Regions from separate parts of the Gossypium hirsutum genome. Here region 1 is linked to region 2. Evidence: chromatin contacts called from public Hi-C data. All regions are on one chromosome and are shown on one strand. Each heading gives the region's core, a stretch centred on a gene start, on an enhancer-like site or on the middle of the called end of the contact. The rest is flanking DNA. Distances are from core to core; before and after follow the strand shown.

The links. A called contact is a pair of places that touch in the nucleus more often than the background predicts.
Region 1: a contact with region 2 is called in a Hi-C map of leaf, with 2.8 times the contacts expected there. The contact joins the promoter of LOC107934304 here to the promoter of LOC107887225 in region 2. A contact is called at or near these places in 13 of 34 Hi-C or Micro-C datasets (callus, hypocotyl, leaf and 1 more).

What each region holds. Positions count from the first base shown.
Region 1 is chrA08:103,929,647-103,932,905 of Gossypium_hirsutum_v2.1, forward strand. It overlaps LOC107934304, which reads left to right and starts at 1,827. Exons shown (of 4, transcript XM_016866685.1): 1 at 1,827-2,235; 2 at 2,373-2,557; 3 at 2,883-3,145. The coding sequence starts at 1,827. It overlaps LOC107934308 (phosphomannomutase), which reads left to right and starts at 1,217. Exons shown (of 13, transcript XM_041075413.1): 1 at 1,217-2,744; 2 at 2,883-3,259.
Region 2 is chrA08:103,633,983-103,637,583 of Gossypium_hirsutum_v2.1, forward strand. LOC107887225 (ATPase GET3A) reads right to left here and starts at 1,300. Exons shown (of 7, transcript XM_016811401.2): 1 at 837-1,300; 2 at 386-510. The coding sequence starts at 1,097.

The sequences.
Region 1 (3,259 bases), core at 577-3,076, 300 kb after region 2:
ATAAGAATTGTACGGTTCCTTAGCTGTAAATTTTGAGAAATTTCCTTAGACGAAAGAAAGGTTATATTTAATTTTTTGTATTCTAATAATCTTTTCAAAATTTAAAATTTCAATCTTATTTCAAATGGTAACACCTAAATTGATTATGTTAAAATTTTGCTATTAGTTCCGTCCCATGTATAAGTTGTTGGTTTGATGCATATTCTTCAATCTAATTATTTTTAGTCTTTATATTTTATAAATTTTGAAATTTTAATTCTAAGTCAAATGATAACCACTAATCCATTAATCAAAAGGATGTATTTTTTCAATATTACGTAGAAATGATAAGCTGACATAGCATTATTGTAACGACCCGATTTTTTTGTTGTCAAAAAAATTCGAATCTTAAGGTCAAATTTATTTAAACTGGGACAACTTATTATTAAATCAAGAATGTTCTTGAGCAAATTATGGATTTGGCAATTAGAAATATAAAGTGGTTTTTGTGAATTATTAAAGAAAATAGTGCAGAAGCTTTCAATATTTAATGCCACTTAACAGGTTAAAATGAAGGGTTTTTTTTATAAAAATAACCCAAAAAATAATTAATTACTTAAATGATCTATTTTTTTATAAAATATAAAAATAATCCAAAATCTACAGTAAAAGTTGGTGGAGCCAAAGTGTTTGGCGCCACCAACATGCCATATCAACAATCTGCATTAAAAAATTAATTTTTTAGTATAGCCATGTGAATGGGGGCCACTTATATAAATACTAGAAAAATACTGCGATTTTTGAAAGTATGAGAGGTTTAAATAATTTTACTTGTTTCAATAGACAAATAGGCAAATAGACTACTTTCTTGGAATTTGGTGGTTGGTGGTGCCAATTTATTTGGCTCCACCAGAAAAAGGTAAAATTGTTTAAACCTTCCATACTTTCAAAAATCACAGTATTTTTCTAATGTTTATACAAGTGGCGCTATTCTACATGGCTACACCAAAAAATTAATTTTTTAATGTAGATTACTGACGTGACATATTGATGGCACCAAACACTTTGTTCTTCCAACATTTGCGGTAGATTTTAAGTTATTTTCATATTTTATAAAAGAAATAGGTCATTTAAGTAATTAATTATTTTTTTTGGTTATTTTTATAAAAAAAAAATCTAAAATAAACCACCTAAATTCAATCAACTTCTAATTACTTTAGGTTTTCTCTTGTGAATGACGATTTCTAATGGTTCTCCTAACGAAGACGACAAGGGTGGGGCTTGTCAGAATGAGAAAGTAGATTCGAATGTGACGAAGGCAGTGGAACTGGATCCTGATCCACCGCTTTCATAGAAGGAGAGGCTAATAGGGAAAAGTTCTTGGGAATTAGGAAGGAAGAATAGTGGATCGGGTATTGATGAAGATGGTGACTTTGCCTTTGTGGAGGGAGACGTTATGAGATCTTTTGTTAATGGCATTCATTCTATTAAGTTTTCAGAGAGAATTAACCAGTTGTTGATCAAAGATATGTCTTTTACTGTGGTGATCAAGCTTTTAGGAAGGAGCATAAGGTATGCTGCACTCCAAAACAAAATTTATGCTCTGTGGAAATCTTGATGGATATTGCTAATGGCTATTTTTTGGCCAAATTCCAGAATAAAAAAGGTTACGAATGGGTACTCTCTCAAGGACCTTGATCATCTTTGGCCAATATTTAACTGTTCAGCCATAGTCCATTGACTTTGATCTAACACAACCCTTTCCTAGTGTGGTCATGTCCTGGATTAGAATTCCCAGGCTACCGGGTTATATGTACAAAAAGAAGATATTATGAGAGATTGGGGGCATGGTTGGTAAGGTTGGCAAGCTAGACTTCAACACAGATAGCAGAGCAAGGGGAAGATTTGCGCGTATGGTGGTTAATGTCAGTCTGGACAAACTTTTAGTCTCACAAGTTCTGATAAACGGGCCCCTCCAAAGAATAGAGTATGAATATTTACCTACTGTTTGCTTTTCATGTGGTTGTTATGGACACATGAAGGAGTTATGCTCGTCGAAGGTGATTATTCCAGGGGCAGATTTTGAAGGGAAATCGTCCGGTAAGGGAGATCAAACGATTATTTCAGCTCCGGTGGGGAAGGAATCAACGGATGCTAATGACGCCTATGGTCCGTGGATGCTTGTCGAGAGAAGGAGTAGGTGTAATTCAAGGGATGCTAGAAAGATTAGTGCCGAAAATCTTAGAAATTTGGCAGGTAAATCAAGATTTAATGTGTTGGATTCCCTAAATGAAACAGAAAATTTTCAGGGGGAGACTCGTGAAGGGGATTTGAACAATAGCACTAATCAAGCTGGGAATTTTATCTCCCTGAATCTTGTCGGTGCAAATAAGGCTCCATTTCGTTGATTGAAAAGTCTGGACAGGATAGTTCTATGGGCCATAGGAAATCAGTGGGCCACAAATTGATTGTTGGGGCTAAGGAGCCTAATGGAAAAGGGAAGAGTGGACATGGCTTTGTTTCCGCTGGAGTGTTCCAAGTCCAACGGGTCAAGGGAGCCATCCTTTGCAAGCCAATGGTCTGGGCTTTATTAATTTAGCTAATAGACCTGATTTCGCCAAATGTCGAATTAGGTTAAAGGGTTTTCAAGGTCCAGCATTTTCAGACCATATTAAGGACGTCCAGATGCCTTTAATTTTGGAGGATTTTCCTACTGTTCAAAACAGCGAAACCGTGAATGGGAAAAAATTGGTGATCGATCTAGGGTAAGTTCTTCTTGCGCCATGAATAATTCTGCCTTATTCTTTCACTTTAATCCTATTTATAAAAGGAATTCGGAGGTGCTATTTTCTTTAGAGAAAAGTATTTTAGATTCGAATAAACATTCTATAGTTGTTTTCAAGGAGAATGTTCAACCAAATTCTTTGGGAGACATGGGTGAGGGTCAAGCTACAGAGGTGGGTGGTGGCTTTGCGGATACTGGTGTGAGAATTATTGGCGGAAAATTTAATGGAAGACAGAGAGGCAAGAAGCTCAACCGGACCATTCGTGATAGAGGAAATATTTTTAAAAATTCTAGTACTCAGGTTCCTCTTCACGAGTCGATGAGAAATTTGGTTGAGTCTCTGCAGGATGCTCCAGATGATGGCCGTAAGGAGTCAGGGAAGTAACTTGTCTTTAAATTTGCCCCTTGTTTGTAAGTTAGTTTTTTTTTTTTGTGTTGATTTAATATTTAACGGATTTGAATCTTTCCCTTCTTTCATGGAATTGTCAAGGGTGT
Region 2 (3,601 bases), core at 50-2,549:
AACCGGTGGAAATGAGGATAAAAACAGTACGAAACAAGCAAAGTCCTCGATTTGACCACTCTATTTATTTAGGTCACACTTGAATAAAAGAATTAAAACTTTCAAAGCTAAAACCTAGAGAATGGGTTCAATCAGCACTGCTGATCAGTAATATTTCCTAAACAAGAAATGTAGTAGTGAATGCCCTTTTCTGAGACTGGCTAATTAAGAACACACTGAGAGAGAAAGTTGAAAGCCTTTAATAAAACATCCATAGCAACCATTACCTTGTTTGAAAAAAATATCAATATAAAAAAAAAAACCCAAAAGAAGCAATAAACAGCTAATGCATCTCAATGATTTATCACACAATCAAAGCATCAAACAGAAGGAGAAGATGTCTTACTTAAGCATCTCAGCAAAGCTCATTGCCTCATCAATTCCTGGAATTGCATTTGCCAAGTCAGAAAATAAACTATCCATTCCTTCAGGTCCATTCACATCTTCGTTTTCCACAGTAGGATCCACTTCCTATTATGCATCATTAATAGTAAACAATTAAGGGACAAAATAGTGACAAAAATCGGCAAAATCATATTATGAAGTTTTACCAACACAGAAGCTAAGCATTAAGCAGGGTGAATCGATTACCAGGTTACAATGAAAAATCATACTTTGTTTCAAGTGAAAGAAGTTAAAATTGGAGAATTTACGGACTAGGTATTTGCAATCAAACTCAAAACAGGACAAATCTCAAAACCCCGAATTTACAAAAAAAAAAGAGTAAATCTCAGAAAAAGAAAAAAGGAAAGCAAATCCACGAATACCCAGAAAGCAAAATTAAATAAGAAGGGTACCATGGCATATAAATTGTTGAAGCCATTGACCAAAGTGGGAGTCTTAGTGAATCGTTGTTGGAAAGCATCGCTGAGATTATGAGCAGGATCGGTGGATATAATCAAGACAGAGGATCGGACCCGAGCCAGAAGGATGGAAAGAATCGAGCTACAAGTGGTTTTACCAACACCTCCTTTGCCACCAACGAAAACCCATTTCAAGCTATCTTGGTCCAGTATGTTCTGGATAGTTGCCTCTGGTAATTCGTGATTCTCTGCCATTTTTTTTCTAACACACTTCGGTTCTTCTTCTTTTCTCGGAAAAGAATTTGAAGCACCCAGAAAGTCTAGGAAGAAAATCGAAGTTTATATTTGTCGGAGGCTTTTCTTTTCTTTTCTTTTCTTGGTTTCGTGTTTTCAAAACAAAGCACAAATCCAACCCGTCTAAAGTTCGTCGTAGGACTCGATTTGTGTCCAAGCGGCGTATGAAAAATCTAATTGAATAGAGATTTATTTTATTTAGGTTAATTAACCTATAGTCCCTATACTCTTAGGACCTTTAAAATTTAGTCTCTTTACTTTAATAATTGAAATTCAACCGGTAACATTATTAATAACTTACACAAATGTGTAATATTTTAATACTCAAAGTTTCAATTTAAAAATTAAATTTCAATTGATAATATATAATTAAATTTTAGAAAATAATTAACAATCAAATCAAATAAGTAAAAGGAGTAAATTCAAAAGTAGAGATTATAAATTTAAAAAATCCAAAGAGTATAGGAAATGGAAGTATAATTAGACATTTTATTTATTGAAATTCATTATAAATCTATGTTAATAATATATATCATTTTTAAAATGTTTTATACAAAAAATTCTTTTTCTATAAAATGCCTAACCAAATCTACTTAAACATGTTTAAATACAAATCTTCTTTATTGCTATAATAATATCAATCGCAACTAAATCAAGAGCGAAGCCAGAATTTTTTTTTTCAGAGGAGGCCAGAACTAAATTATAATTTTTATAATAATAAAAATATAATTTCACCATTTTAATAGCTTATATATTTATAATTTTAAAATGATTAAATCAAATTTTTATCATTTGTAAGAGAGGCCAAAGTACAATTTTACTTTTATTAATTTAAAATTTTAAAAAACTTAAATAATAATTTTTTTTGACAAAAAAAACTACCTGAAGGTCAACCTTATTTTATTGCATCTCGAATAATAACATAGTGGATTTCCAAAAGATAATCCAAATTAAACATCAAATCACATCTGTTATTAATAGCAATTTTACACAGCAAATCCGCAACTTCATTACTGTTTCTATCAATCCAATTAAAATGGATCGCTTCAAAATTTCTAATACCCCTGCATTCCTGTTTCATGCAGCAGCCGAAAATAGTGACATCCTTATCACGGTTTTTGATTGTATTAATGAGAGTAGCGTTGTCAGACTCCATAATAGGCTTGGACAATTTTAAATTTGAGGCCAACTTCAAGCCCAAAGTCAACGCCTCTAGCTTTGCCCAAACAGCATCGATGGCCTTATTTGCGAAGCCATAGCAGCCAGCAAGCACAAACCCATCAGCCTCTCTCGCAATAGCCCCATAGCAGATACACCCATTTAACACTGCTGCATCCACATTGATTTTAATAAAATCTTTAGGGGGTTTCATCCAACCTTTACACACCGAGTAGGGGGAATCACAGGGGGTTCATTCAAATTAAAAATTCTAAAATCATTACTATGGGTCTGTGCCCTTTCCCACACCACCATAGCTGGATCGTTTTTGCCCTGGAAAACCATCTTGTTTCTGTTGTTCCAGCAGTTCCATAGGAGCGTGAAGAAGCCAGTAGCAGCCTTAGAGTCAAGCTCACGCAAGATATCTTCAACCAGTCAATGCAGCGAACATAGTTTCTGTCAAGAAGCCTATTGTTTAAGCCTCCGATAATAAGGGTTTCACGAACCTTCAGGCACTCTTTCAGAGCATGGATATGAGTCTCCTCACTGTTTTTACATCTCAGACATGTTGTAGAGAAATTATGACGGATGCACCTTTACAGCCCCTAGCTACACCCTGAACTAAACTAAAGTTCATTTGATTAATAAGAAGCTCTTATAATTTAATAAAATGATATATTTGTTAAAAAAATTTAAAACATATGTTTACTGAATCTTAGCTCGATTGGCATGAGCATTATTATCAATGCAAGAGGACATGGATTCGAGTGCATTGAAATATATTATCCTCCTATTTATGAGAGGGGCTACGGGTAGTTCTAAACATTGTGTTAAAAAGAATAGATATGATTAGAACTTATAATGAGATTATTCAAAAAAAATTAAAACATATAATATTTATTTTTAAAATATTCATAAATTTTGACCTCAGCGGGTTGATAAATGTACTTGAAATTTCATCTATCATCTATGACATCAACTTATAATGAAAGATAAAATATTAATACTTTTTTGCCCCTATATTATAGTTAAATTATCACTTTAATACTTATACTATATTTTTCTGTTAGAGTTTGTGTGACCTAAATTTCTATTAAAAAAAAGTGACAAGATAATGGGATCTATGAGGACGAAGGCCGCAGGCCGCCACATATCCCCATTAAACATAAAACTGTACTGGAGTTGCAACTGGGGGTGTGGAGGCCGGAGGTCTCGGCAGTACGGTCCAGACTGCACAAATAGAATTCGTATAGAATTACACTTCGTCTATTTGATATTATTTGAATAAGGTGTTTCAACCTTACTGT